Regions from separate parts of the Pan troglodytes genome. Here region 2 is linked to region 1. Evidence: chromatin contacts called from public capture Hi-C data. All regions are on one chromosome and are shown on one strand. Each heading gives the region's core, a stretch centred on a gene start, on an enhancer-like site or on the middle of the called end of the contact. The rest is flanking DNA. Distances are from core to core; before and after follow the strand shown. Region 1 overlaps STXBP6 (syntaxin binding protein 6). Region 2 overlaps STXBP6 (syntaxin binding protein 6).

Region 1 (7,447 bases), core at 3,624-6,123:
TTTGAGCAAAGAACAGGTAATTCTCTGCAGGCAATAACTTTGCAGAAAGCCCTGTCATCTGCATCCTGACCAGGCTCTCTGCCTTTTAAGAATTAGTAAGGCCGATCCTACTGATTTCACCCAGTGGTGCTCTGCATCATTTTGGAATATGTCACTAATCCATTTCTTCTGCAAAACCCAGGGCAACCTGAGTCTCCTCTTTCTCTTCTTGACATCTTCAACAAATAAATTATAACCCTGGGGCTGCCATCTCAGCTAAGCCACCAGCAAAGACAGGGTCAACACTCACAAGAAGTGTCCCCAGCCAGGTTTGCATGTGATAGAGGGACCTTTGGACCAGTCCTCATGTTGATAAGTTAATCTCTGCTTGGGAAACCTCAGCTGAAAGAGCTCCTGGTACCTCTGTCTGGTGATGCCAGTGAAGACCTCCACAGATCTTCTGCAATGCTAAACCCAATAGTCAGTCAACTGTCAGACACAGGGATTGGGAAGTTCCGAATGTGCCCAGGCTGTCCTGCTGAGTGATGTGGGTTCTTGCCAAGAAGGGCAGAGGTGGCTAAGGACTCCTGACCTCAAGGAGTTTATAGTCCAGGAAACATATAGTCCAGGTTGGTGCAAATGGCAGAGCCAGGGCTCTAGCTCAGATCTGTCCCACTTCCTGGCCACACTCTGAACCTCATCACTCTACGGCCTCTACTTCTTGCTCTGCTTCTAGTTTTTATACATTATTCAGCAACATGGACCATCACATCAACACAGAGTGGTTAAGTGTTGTGCATAATAAATACTGACCATAAATATTTGATCAGTGCTGCTGTCCTGGTATTCAATGAGCTGTTAACTTTCAACTAATGGGCTTGTGCCAATTTACCCACAGCTATTAATTTTCAGCAGTGATTATGCTGCTGTTCAAACCAGACCCTGGTAACCAGGACAGTGTGTCTGGAATGGAGCTAAGGGGAGCCCCCGGGCCACGACCAGCTAAGATTTGCAGAAATACAGTTAAGACTGGACATTTTGCTATTTGAGTATTGGCATGGTCCAAATGTTTGTGTTTCCCCAGAATTCTTATGTTGAAACCTAACCCCCAAGGTGATACTATTAGAAGGTGGAATCTTTGAGAGGTAGTTAGGTCATGAGGGCAGAGCACTCATGAATGAGATTAGTGTCCTTATAAAGTGGCTGAAGCGAGACCCCTCACCGCTTCCACCATGTGAGGACATGATGAGGAGGTGCCATCTATGAATCAAACAATTGGCCCTCACCAGACACAGGATTTGCCAGTACCTTGATCTTTGACTTCCCAGCCTCCAGAATTGTGAGAAATAAATTTCTGTTGTATATAAGTCACCCAGTTTATGGTATTTTGTTACAGCAGCTTGAATGGACTAAGAAAGTAGTATCATTTTAGTTTTTGTTTAAAAATTCCCTAGAATTAGGAGCGTTAGAATATGGAAGGCAGGGAGGTAGAGCAGAAACAGCACTGCGTGAAATGAGGTCAGGATACCTGCTGCTGCAAATCTGCTGTATGACCTTGAGCTCTAAAGTCACAGCTGCTCCACACCTCAGCCTCCTCTTATGTCTACAAAAACGTCTCCGACGCTAAATGCCAATGGATAAATTTAGGTGTCAGAGTTGTTAAAATTTCAAATTTCCTTTTGATATATTTCGTGTTCTTAATATCTCATGGAAAGAGTTCTCTTTCAATGCTATGCATGTAACCTACTCAACCTAAAAAATGATAATAATAAAATCATGACTGATACCAGGGAGATATAGTATCAATATATTACTGTTGATAAATAATAAAATCATGTATTTTATTTTTTATAATACTATTATAACATAATAGTATTATTTTATAATAATATAATATTATATATTATAAGACCTGTGCTCCTAAGACCCAGACCTGAGCTCCTTAGGTAGTAAGGATAGAGGCAGCCATTCCCTCACAGTGAGAGAAAGGCCACACGCCCTTTCTTCCCCCACACACGTAGGCTAGTGCAAAACAGGGCAAGTCAATGTTTTTTTCTGCAAGAAATGTCACCTGAGGATGTCTGAGTGTGGGTAATGCTCTTGTCTACTGACTCACTGCCTATGGCGGGGCCGTCAAAGCATTGCATCTGCTGCAACATTGTGCTTTTTGGCAAGGGAAAGTGAGCAGATCTGTTTCTGCGATTGTGGTGCACTTTCCTGAGGTTAACTTTGCATGAAGCCCGGAGCTCAAGAAAGGACCACATTTCCTCAAACCAGGCTCACCAGAGTGGAGGTGGGGGAGTCAGTCTAGGAAGGCAGGGCGGAAGGATCATTTTCTATCTGCACTGTAGACAACAAGCACCTGCGTATTTTGAAGTCAGGGTTGTGCAAAAGTGATCCATTGACTCTTGCACCTGGGTCACTGCAGGAGTCCTGGAACAAGTTAGAAGGCCAAGTTATTTTCTACTGGACTCTACAAAGGTGTGCCAAACTCTCCAGCTGGGGTTCGGTGCCCTTATTCAACTGGGAGCTCTAGGAGCTGCCACCCGGCATTGCCATTTTCTGCTCAGGACTCTGCCATGTGTTCTGGCCCCCACTTGTAAGCACAGCTTACTCCTTCTGAGTCAACAGAGCCATGCTTGTCTAGGGGGTAGAATGCTTGGGTTCCATCTCTGAACTCTCCCTTCACCAGCAGGCCTGGCTGTGGCTTGTCCAGTAAAATGACAGCTTCATGGTCAGCCTATGCTAGCAGGTCCAAATCAAGAGTCCTGGTCCCTGGGAAAATAGCCACACCTTATCTAGAGAGGTCAATCTGCTCATTAGGAATACTGCCAGCACCAGTGATTCATAGGCACACATCCCAGTTTCACACAACTGCAAGTCTGGCCATGACACTCTCACACTCTCATACACATTAACAGACACTAGTAACCCCTCCTCTTCCCCCCGAGATGACCTAAGGGAGGGGAAACCAAAATAAACACAAGCTGTCCACGCCTCACCTCTCCCGAGTGAAAGCAGGTAACTGCTAGGCATAAATTTTCCCACTGGTCAAGCCAGAGACCCCTTTGCCTTTGGTGGCTGCATTAGTTTCTATCCTGATGGGTCCTGTTTCAAGGGCTGATCTGTGTTTAGATAGTATCAACATTTAGCATGAGGGCCCTCCCACACCCCTTTCCCTTTGGGTTTGGGAGGCACAAAATCTTCTCCTCCATTCCTTCCCTGTCCCTGTGTTGAGGATCCTCAATCACCAGTATCAATTCTCCAATCCCTCTACAGTGCTCATTATGTGACTGAATAGGGCAGGGTCAGTAGAAAAAAAATTTATGAAAATGATTACAAATAATAGTAATTTAGATTTATATGTGCTACATACTGTGCTAATAGCTTTGAACTCATTCAATTCTCTGAACACTCTAGTAGGTAGGTACTATTCTCATATAGAACAGTGCTCTATTCTACTGATGAGAAAACTGAGGCTTAGAGAAATTAAGCATTTGCCCAAGGTCACCAAGATGGTAAATGACAGAGCTATATTCAAACACAAGATGTTAACTACTATTCCATATTGCTTTCCCAATTGCCTCGCAAACTTGGCCACAGTATCAGGGAAACAGGGCTACCAGGGCCAAGAATTCAGGCCATCTGGTTAGGTTATCCAATCCAGTGTTTGTACAGCCCCCTCTGGGAGGGATGCCTACGTGGACGACATCCAGGTATTGTCTATGCCACCTTAGGAAGAGCAATTTTACAATCTTCCTTGGTAACCTGGTTCATGGTTTAATCATTAACCTAAACTCTTGTTTTAGCAGAATTTTATCAGTGCACTATTGATTGCTCTATTCTGTGTGGGAAGACATGAAAGAAAAATGCCTGTACTATCACCCTTCCCAGAACTGAAGACTGTTATAAAGTTATTCCCTTTAGCCTCTTCTACCCAACTCAACAACTTAAATGTTTCCCCAGATTTCCACTATCCGTCTCCCACTGAAATCACGGAAGCTGCTGTTGTTGTTAAAGAAGCTGAGGCTGTAACGCCAGCATTTCCATGTCATCATTATCTCTGTGTCACAGAGGCTGGAGAAAGGAGGAAGGAACTAGGGAGACCTTCAATCCAAATTCACTCTCTCTGCCTCTGCACCCACAGCAGCAATCTGAGGCTCTGGCCTCCAGCAGGGCTGTCTGCATTTTCAGATAGATCTGGCCAATTCTCCTTGAAGGAACTCGAAATGGGCCCCACAGGCAAGAGTGCAGTAAGACCCTGTCATGACAGAGAATGAATGAGACGACAAGACAGCGCTGTGCAAAGGGGATGCAGGAAGAGAAGGCAGGAGTCATCCACTCAGAGCTGGATCCCCAGCTGGACCTGAGCGTGAGCCTCCAGAAGAGGTCACCGCAACTCAGCTGGGAATATTTTTCTCATTGCTTTTTAGGTTATCCATCCTTGTTTCCTCAGCAGAAGTGGTGTTTCTGTTAAAGCCAGTTATTTTCTTCCCCGAAAGGTCACCTGAAAAGTGTATTTGAAGGGCCAGATCATAAGCCTGACATGCCAACACAAGTCATCAGCAGATGTTGTTTCTGGAAGGCTAAATTCAAACCACTAACCAGAAAAAAAACTGCCCTTTGATCTGAAGCACAACAACAGTAATAAATCCTCTTTATCACGTGACCAACAGGGCCTCTCTTTCCTTTGGTTTGTGACTGCCTTAGATAGCTGGCTGCCAATAAAAACTGCCCCTTTCCCTTCTAAAAGGCACAGTTCTCAGCGAGTATGAGAATGTGCAGAGTGCGCACTCAGTCACGCAGGAAATGCCCTTCTCTGGATTCAGGGGCAGCAGGGAGTATTGCTGACAGCTCAGCGCTGGTCCGGTCAAGCTCAGAGCCCCAGAATTGAGGCCCTGAAATAACAATCGACCCCTCTCCAAGGGAAAACTAGCCCCGAGGTGCGTAGTTCCCTGGGACTGGGGCTTGCTTTGTGTCTGGTGAAGAGATAAGGACACACTGCTAGACTCAGGATGAGAAAGGGACAGGATGGAAAAGCAAGCACGAGCAGCCTCACGTCCTCCATGTGTTGGCTAAGTGGGGCAGGGATATTCGAAGACCTGATCTCTTCTCCCCAACCCCCTGTTCTGTGCCTCGATACTTGAGCCCTAAACTTCTGAGCAGGAACTAAAGATCCAAGGTCAGAAGGTCAGAGATACGGATGAGGACATTAGAAAAGAGCCAAAGAAACCAGGCACAAGAAGAAATTTTCCACGACTCAGGTGTTTAGTAAGTAGCAGATGGGAATTACATAAAGGGGAAATAGAAAGCTTAATTTTATATCTCTCATCACAGGAAAATACTGAAATAAAGTTTCTTGGCACTGTAGCTCCCCAACACCCCAGAGCTGAGAAGCCTGCCCCTCTCTTGGCCCACCTTGTGCGCAGTTTCTGCAAACTGCTGGGCGCTGTTCTTCAGGTCTTCTGTCTTCTCCTCCGCTCGGCCTAATCGCTCTCCACGCTCATTCAAGGCCTGGCTTGCCTTCTGCACTGCGCTGGTCACGCTGTCAGCAGCTGAATGGAGGATGCTGTTTCCTGAAAGGAGGAGAGCAGGTGCATCAGAAACTGGCTCAGCTGACCCACAGTGACCAGACTCCGGCAGGGTGAGTACCCTGTAAGAGGAAGGCAGGTCACACTGCAGAAAGGCCGCTCGTCTAGTGACTAGGAAACAAGCCGACATTTCTTTTGATTGGGTTTGACTGACGCACTTGCAGCAAGAACACCCACTGACTGCAGGACCTAGGAAAATCCTAAATGCTTCTCTATAAACTCATCACTGACACGCCAGTCATTTCCATTCTGCCAGTATTCTATCTGTGGAGGCTCAAAAGGATGGGGCCTGTCTGGATTTACAACTTGGCTTGCAAAGATAAATGAAAACATTGATAAGTTCACAGAATTAGGCAAGTTCAATGAGACATATCTGGATCTTATGTTATTTCCTTTTGACCTGTGGTTTCGGTGAATAACCATAGGAAAACTGGGACCACAGAACTTTTCTAGATAGAATGCTCTATATTCCTTCCAACGCTTCTTCTTCATTTTACCCCTTCATCCAGCAAGTAAAGAACACCCCAAAATGTACAGCTTCATGTAAGAGCTATGATCCAGTCTCAAAGCTCAGAGTAGATGTGTCTGCTCCCAACCTTGGATTCTGTACCATGGCTCGGATGGTTGGGACTCCTTACCTCTGATCTCTAGTATGTGAAATACGGAGCCTCAGGACCATACTTAACCAGCAGGTACAAAACAGTGATAGAAACCAGCCCTAGAAGAAACTTGGTACTCCCAAACTCAGGAGTGGTGATACCAAGAAGGTTGAAAGCCATTGCATCTCAGAGGGTCATGCATTCCTGACATCCCATTTGCCGGGACTGGGCAGCAAAATTCAATAGTGAAGAACTTGCCGATGCATAAATCACTGAGAAATAGCAACTTGCAAAATGACAACCAAAGGAAATTTATAGCTGTATTTTGTTAACATTGAGTGTGAGATATTTAATGGCATTTTATATAATGACTTTATGTCTTTGAATAAGTTTATTACATCATTTAACTTTGTACCTGGGATGGATACATCTAGCCACAGACAGCTTTTAATAGAAACGCAATTTCCACTGGTCTCAGCTGCAAAGGGTTCTTAATTTCTCCTCTGTGGGCACAGTCTGTGGTTTGTGGAAAAGGATCTCAGGCAAAGAAAGTGCCTGGACTGGAGGAAGCACTTAGTAAATGTTTTTCCATTTTTCTTCTTTAATGGTGGATTTCAAGGGATTCAATTATGCACTAAGGGGAGGAGAATGGGGTTAACTCAGTGTTACTCAGTTGCATCAAGCACTACATGAACCAAGATAAATCAGCACAGATAAACAGGGAGCAGAGGAAATGCAGTTCTAGGCAAATCTGGTTGAATGCAAGGTTGGAATGAAAGGTCTGGGTCTTCAGAACAGATTTAGGAGGAGAAATCTTGGTCCCCTTTGCTTTCATATCATACTCATAACTATGATAATAACCTATCCATGCTGCTCAACACTTGAATAGCACTTTGCAATCATAAAGCACCTTCACGAATATTATCTCACTTGATTGTCACAATTCTGCTGATAGGATTGACACTAGCAGAGGTTAAGAGGCTTGCACAATACCGTATCACTAGGGAAGTGACATGGATAGCACTTGAGCCTGGTTTCCCAGTGACTTTTCCTTATTCTCTACCTTGTTCTTTGCAGATATGGTGTTGGTTCAGAGAAGCAATCACTAAGACAGAATTGTGGGCAGACTAGCATACAGATAGGTTTTGACAGGTTATTTCCCAAGGTAACGCCTGACCGTTTCTGTCCTCAAGGTACTCCTCTTGGTAAATTAAGAGTTATTACCCATGCCACATGGAAAGTCAAGTTTTCTCAAAAAAGGAAGAGGCCAATGGGGTG
Region 2 (7,447 bases), core at 3,372-5,871, 220 kb after region 1:
CCCTCTGAGCAGCAGCTCCCACTAGTGGTGGGGAGGACAACAGGAGAACATAAGAACAGATTCACAGAGTCCCTCGATCAATGTAAAATCCTTCACATTTCACAAAGTTACTAAATACATAACCCTCACAGACACCTCAGAAGGTTAGTGTTACTAGGCTCATCATACAGATAGATAAACAGAGGATCAGAAGGGTTGAGTCTAGCATAAAGGGAAAAAGACACATTTCTAAGTGCTGAGAAGTTCAAAATAACTTGTAAGTGCTTCCTGAAAATTGCAGGCACATCTCTATATGATGAAATGCATTGGGGGTTGTACTACAACTATGAATCTTTTCTCTTGCCCCAGCCACACTCATTGGTACACTAACTGCTGTTTCCCACCAAGCACACACACCACTTTTCTAAAGAAACTCCTCCTACTCTAATCCATCAAACAAAAGGTACCTGAGTGGCTATTATAAGTAATACTGTGAGGATTCAAACTTCAATTGGAAAAAGATCTTGACTATAGTCTACCTGGGGAGGCATGACGGTCCATGCAATGACACCACCATCACACAGTCATGCAAGCTAGAGACTGAAGAGCCAACTCTGGCATCTCCCTGTTTCTCACCCTGTACTTTCAACCCATGACCACATCCAGTCATATCACTTCTTTCTATTTCTCCATACCTCCACCCGGTTCGCTCCATCTTTACCACCCTGGTCAGACTATCATCATTTCTTCCTAAACTACTGCAAAAACTTCTAAACTGGTCCACTGTATCTTCTCTTGGACTTCCACAATCAATTCATCCACTTCCTTTATTGCAACAAACATGAATCTTGTCAATCTAATCACTTCAAATCCATGTTAGGAACACTGGTGACTCTTGAGAAAATACTTTCTCATACCCATTATCCTCCACTTCCAGCCATAGAGGGCTTCTGCCCCTTGCTCATACCAAGGTCCTTCCTACCTCAGGGCCTTTGCACATTCCATCACCTCCATAATGCCATCTCCCTCCCTCTTTAACTCTACTCATCCTTCAGATCTCAGCTCATCATGACTTCCTTAGGAAACTGCCCTAATTTATTTGACTAGGCCAAACTCCCTCAAACATGTACCCCCCTGGAGCACTTACAACAGTTGTCATGTAACATTTTATGCAATTAGTTTAGCTCCTTTAAAAACATTCTATAAAAGCAGAAACCTTGTCTGATTTTGCTCACCATGAAAATCGGTTACACACGTAGACTCTTTTGCTGAATGAATGAAAAGACAGAGATCTAAGTTTAACACAAAACAAAATGAAAAAAGTGCCTGAGAAAATGCAGGTATATGGCCCTGCAGGATTTTAAACCAGGAATTTCCTGGGGTCCCTTCACCCCAAAATAGCACTATGACACAGCATCTATGTGAGGAAGGGGAGAGAAACTATAATATCTTTGTCTGTCCTTTCTCCTGTTCCAAGCCTGGACATGAAATGGACAAGGAAAGAAGTAGGGTGCTGTATAGAAGCTTGGCCCTGTACGTTTGCTTTTGATAAAGGCAGGGGAAGGAGGTACCGGTAATAACACCCAAACACTTACTGAAAGAAAAACCAACTAAACCTACTGAAAGAGTTGTTCCAGGTAAACTTGCCCCCTAACACCCCCACACAAGAACCATATCCCTCTGTGGAGGCCTTTCCACGATGTAGGTCATCATCCGTACATGAAGCTGAATATCTTTCCCCTCCTTTAAATGTCAATGGCATTTCTCTCCTTCAAAACCCAGTTTCTTCTCAAAATCTGCTACAATTTCCCCATCCCTCACGTAAGCTGAGCATATTTAAAATGCAGTCGCTCATACTGATGCACTTCTTATTAATAAACGTCTGATCTTCTTTCTTTTGAAATCCAGTTTCTCAAGAATGGCCCCAGGTTCTGACCATACCCTCTAGTCACGCACTGCCTCAGTACAGCACAGTGCAGTGGTCAAGAGCCTGAACTTGAGAGTCACATGGATGGGATGTGTGACCCTGGGACCAAAGGACAACTTCTCTGAGCCTTGGTTTCTGACTCTGTAAAACAGGGCTACTAACGGCACCTAATTAAAAGAGTTGAAAGAATCCATAAAATGTCCTCAGCACAGTGCCCAGCACACTACATATGCACAGCTATTAATATTTTAATCAATATCACATAGAGGAAGCCTCAGATATTCACTGAAGTGAGCTCCTTATTCCTAAACCAAGAAGCTTATTAAAAACTTTTAGAAAACTTCTTGGCCGGGTGTGGTGGCTCACACCTATAATCCCAGCACTTTGGGAGGCCAAGGGGGGCAGATCACCTGAAGTCAGGAGTTTGAGACTTGCCTGGCCAACATGGTAAAACCCTGTCTCTACTACAAATACAAAAATTAGTTGGGAATGGAGGCGTGCACCTATAATCCCAGCTACTCGGGAGGGTGAGGCAGGAGAATCACTTGAACCCAGGAGGCGGATGTTGCAGTGAGCCAAGATCGCACCATTGCACTCCGGCTTGGGTGACAAGAGTGAGACTCTGTCTCCAAAAAAAAAAAAAAAAAATTCTCATAAAAAGAACTTTAGACAGTTGTACCTGTGAGATAACACAGCCATCTATAGGGAGGCAGTGCTTACTGTACCTCTGCTGCAGATGACAATGGGACCTGACCTACATCCTAGTTACATATCCAGGAACTAATCATTAGCTACACCCACTCAAAAAATAAGGATGTGGGCGGTCCTTTACTCCTCCTGTCACAATGTATATTTTGTGTTTACTCAGGACACCATGAAATTCAAAGTACAAAGCACCATTTATACGTTTCTTTCTTTTGGCAGGAAGTCAATAAGTTCAAACGTCCACCAGCCAAGTCCAGATCTGACATATACAACCTACACAGGTGTATAGGACAATATAATCTGATAAGAAAATGAGTTTAGATCGCCAGATATTCACAGCCACTGGGTTCAACTGCTTCTTAGTGACACCTGGAATTCTTTACAGGAATTAAATGTGGCATAAAAATGAATATCTTACCAGAGGGAGTTTTCATTAAAATGTCCTCAGATTTTTTTTTTTCTCAGCTACCTCATTTTATCCAGGGAAAACTGTGTGAAAATGAACAAAATAAAATTATAATCTGTATAGGAAATTTAGCAATCTGGTTACCCACGGCCAAGTACTCTGCAGTAAAAACCAAGACTGTGCAGGATTATAGGTGTTAAAAATAAAGAAACTACCAAATGAAGAAAGCATTCTTCTATGTAGTCTCAGGAGAAACACAGAGGTTTCTTTGCTACTACTTTGAGCCAGAAAAACAGGTTGTGGGCTGGGCACGGTGGCTCACGCCTGTAATCCCAGCACTTTGGGAGGCTGAGGTGGGTGGATCACCTGAGGTCAGGAGTTCGAGACCAGCCCAGACAACATGGTGAAACCCCGTCTCTACAAAAAATACAAAAAGTAGCCAGACATGGTGGCGTGTGCCTATAATCCCAGCTACTCAGGAGGCTGAGACGGGAGAACACTTGAACCCGGGAGGCGGAGGTTACAGTGAGCCGAGATTGTGCCACTGCACTCCAGCCTAGGCAACAGAGCAAGACTCCATCTAAAAAAAAAAAAAAAAAAAAAAAAAAAAATACAGGTTGTGGATTGCAGCTTTCTACATCCTCAGCTTATAGACAACATTCCCAGTGTCAGTGGAAGAGGGCTAGTGTGGTGGGGTCCATGATCCCAAAAGGGTGAGAACAGGTCTCTGGGATGGCCAAGCACATATGTCTTTCTTCTGGACCCTTGGGGCAGCCAAATGCCCCACTGTCTATCTGAAAGCTACCTGCCCAGGGCATTCTTTTCAGGAAAAATTTCTGAAAGTCTTTACTGTACACCAAAGAACATTAACCCACTGGGTCTTGGGGAAAACTAATAGGAGATTTTAAGTTCAGGAATAAATGAACATTAAAGAAATCAGCTGGCCCGGCACGGTGGCTCACGCCTGTAATCATAGCACTCTGGGAGGCCGAGGCAGGCCGATCGTGAAGTCAGGAGATCGAGACCATCCTGGCTAACAGAGTGAAACCCGTCTCTACTAAAAATATACAAAAAATTAGCCAGGCGTGGTGGCGGGCACCTGCAGTCCCAGCTACTCGGGAGGCTGAGGTAGGAGAATGGCGTGAACCCGGGAGGCGGAGCTTGCAGTGAGCCAAGATGGCGCCACAGCACTCCAGCCTGGGCGACAGAGAAAGACTCCGTCTCAAAAAAAAAAAAAAAAAAAAAAGAAATCAGCTATACCCTTCCTCTACTGGTCAGATTTTATGTAAGTATCCACCCTGAAAAAGACCTGCTTTTTACACGGAATATACACGGAATATATTTACAACAGTGACATTATTCATCAGCATATCTTTAAAGTATTTTCTGGGTAACTATTTGCCAGTCAGGAAGAAAAAGGAGCAGACACAGCAAAGCCTACAGTAAGACAGTCCTGGCAGAATGTGGCAGGACCCTGAAAGGCCCTGAAGAGCTCCAAAGATCAGCAGGACCGCAGGAACCAGGTTTGGGAAACAGGAGTGTCCTGAAGCCTGACACAGGCCACCTAGGACTCCCGTCTCCACAGAGCCCCATTTGACAGAGGCCCGGAGAGCTCCTGGGACTCTGAAATAGGACAGGAATGGAAACCAGAACTTCACTATCAGCACTTGTTTTTCTGGCTGCAACAGAGTTTTGTTAATTCCTCCAACACTTGGCAGAGGAGAGGCAGGGTAGGGAAAGGAAAAGGCAAGACAGTAAGGTTTGACTTTTAAATCATGTTCTCTTTTGCTCTCTAAACCTGACTTTTCATCTGTATAATGATAATACTCAAAACAGATTAAAAGACATCATTCAAATGGCATCTTCTCCCCCCCTGCTAATGTCTTCAGTCTTCACTCAAGAAAGGAAGTTGCATTCCTTTACAGGCAAGTGTTGTAAATAATGCTTAGGGTTTTTTGTTTGTCTGTCACCCATGGCATTAGTCCTTCCTTCCAGTGGGACTGGGCTCTGAGAAGTCTTGCTATTTCCCAAAATCACTGTACATGCTCAAAGGTCATTTTAAAAGCACCTAAAGTATTCAAAAGTATGCATGCTTAGAGCAATTCCAAAAAAATGTTTTCAGCAATACTTTTTAAGGTGGTTTACTATCTTCCAGAGGGACTTCTACAAAAGGCAAACTCATCTGGAGATCAAATGGTTTTACGCTTTCCAATGGTCTCTGACTTTACAATTGCCCTGGGCCATCTATGCTGGCTGCAACTATTCAGCAAGTTTCCTTGCTAAAGGGTTTTATACCTCTATATACCACTTCATGTCCTCCTTCCCCAGAAAGATTTGAGGATAAAATCAGATATCAGTGACAGGTAACCCCCATGACTACAGATTTCAAGACTTTTTACAAATGTTCTGTGGAACTTTCATTGTGTTTTTAAAAATACGAACACACACACACTCACACACACAACTGAAACATAAACAAGAGGCACGGAAAGATACTAAACTTCAAATGGTGATAAGCGAAAGATAAGCTAAAATCATAATGACAGACCCCCATACAAACATCAGAATGGCTAAAATGAAAATGACTTATCAAACTAAGTGTTGGCAAGAATGTGGAACAATGTAACTCTTATTCATACCTGATAGGAGTGTGAAGAGCCACACTGGAGAACTGGCTGTACTCACTAAAGCTGAACATATTCACATCTTAGAAATCAGCAGTTGTAGACACACACCCACAATCAGAAAAGCAAACCCATGGTCATCAAAAGACATACACATAAATGTTCACAACAGCATTATTCATAATACTCAAAAACTGGAAACAATTCAAACATCTGCCATCAGCAATTTATGTTCACACAAAGGAATACTATCCAATAATGAAAATAAATAAACTACTGCTGCATATACAACGTGGATGAATCTCACAAAATCGAGGGAAAGAAGTCAGACATAGGAACCCTTAGAAGCAGAGATTAGAGTGGTTGTTACAAAGAAGGGAACAACAGACATTAGGCCAACTTGATGGCAGAGGGTAGGAGGAGGGAGAAGAGCAGAAAAAATAACTATTGGGCACTAGGCTTAGTACGTGGACGACAAAATAATCTGTACAACACAGTCCCATGACTTGTGTTTATCTATATAACAAACCTACACGTGTACCCTCGAAACTAAAAGCTTTTTTTTAAAAAAAAGAAAAAAAAATAATGGTAGTTACCAGGGGAGGAGATGGAGTGACCAGGGAGATGTTGGTCAAAAGATACAAATTTTCAGTTAGATAGGAGAAATGAATACATTTAGACGTACTGTACAACACCATGATTATAGTTGACATAGTGTATTCTATACTTCAAAATTGCTAACAGAGTAGATTTTAAATGTTCTCACCACAAATAAATGATAAGTATAGGAGGTAATGCATATGTTAACTAGCTTGATTTAGTCATTCTACAACATATACATATATCAAAACATCATGTTGTACAACAATAAGTATACACAATTATTTTTCAATTAAAAATAAATACAAAATTTTAAAAAAGAAGTCCAACATAAAATACAAAATACAACATAAAAGAATACAAAAGTATAAATTAGGGGGTTAATAGCATAGATTCTTTATGAGTTTTCATTTCAACTCAAACAGGAAGTTATTATAAGTCTTGTAGTTCTATTACCAGGGCTGCTCTATAGTAAGCCTTTATTTCAAAAGTGGAGAGCTTTTCAGTTCACATATGGAAATGAGGCATACTCTTCATTTTGGAGGCATCAAGTTTCTTTTACTTAGTTTCTCTCTCATTCTGTCTTCAGCTGCTTTCTGACTGTCTTTGTATAAATTGCAGTTTCTTGGTGCATATCTCTCTGGATATCTTATGTCTCTCTCTGGGTCCCAGGTTAGGAATTAGGCCTTCTTCAAGCAAGAAAGTGCTTGGAACACTAAGGCTGGACCCATGGAGACTCGGCTCCTCTACAGCATTGGCCCAAGGATTAGCCCTCTTCATTTCCTGGAATGCTGTCAGAAACGCAGAATCCCAAGACACACCCCAGACCCAGTGAATCAGAATCTGCATCTTTTTTTTTTTTTTTTTTTTGAGACGGAGTCTTGCTCTGTTGCCCAGGCTGGAGTGCAGTGGCGCGATCTCAGTTCACTGCAACCTCTGCCTCCTGGGTTCGAGCAATTCTCATGCCTCAGCCTCCCGAGTAGCTGGGATTACAGGCGCCTGCCACCATGCCCGGCTACTTTTTTTTTTATTTTTAGTAGAGACAGGATCTCACCATGTTGGCCAGGCTGGTCTTGAACTCTTGCCCTCAAGTGATCCGCCCGCCTCGGCCTCCCAAAGTGCTAGGATTACAGGCTTGAGCCACCGCGCCTAGCCAGAATCTGTATCTTAACGGGATACCCAGGTGACCACACGTACATAAAGGTT

Evidence for each region. Capture Hi-C pulls out chosen DNA fragments and counts their contacts.
Region 2: a capture Hi-C map of stem cell-derived neural stem cells shows a contact between it and region 1, with 2.9 times the contacts expected there. The contact joins two enhancer-like sites. A contact is called at or near these places in 3 of 7 Hi-C or Micro-C datasets (induced pluripotent stem cells and stem cell-derived neural progenitor cells), 1 of 1 datasets of contacts at active chromatin or transcription factors (stem cell-derived excitatory neurons) and 1 of 1 other capture datasets (stem cell-derived neural stem cells).

Annotation. Positions count from the first base shown.
Region 1 is chr15:23,100,313-23,107,759 of NHGRI_mPanTro3-v2.0_pri, forward strand. It overlaps STXBP6 (syntaxin binding protein 6), which reads right to left. Exons shown (of 6, transcript XM_009427607.5): 5 at 5,398-5,555. Among named protein-coding and RNA genes, the nearest start is that of GZMB, 140 kb to the left of the region's middle. Within about 2 kb of position 4,874, at least 7 of the 24 cell types and tissues checked have an H3K27ac peak or open chromatin away from gene starts, as enhancers often do. A contact at or near this core is called in stem cell-derived neural stem cells, where this site is marked.
Region 2 is chr15:23,320,445-23,327,891 of NHGRI_mPanTro3-v2.0_pri, forward strand. All of the region lies in intron 1 of STXBP6 (syntaxin binding protein 6), which reads right to left. Among named protein-coding and RNA genes, the nearest start is that of STXBP6, 14 kb to the right of the region's middle. Within about 2 kb of position 4,622, at least 4 of the 24 cell types and tissues checked have an H3K27ac peak or open chromatin away from gene starts, as enhancers often do. A contact at or near this core is called in stem cell-derived neural stem cells, where this site is marked.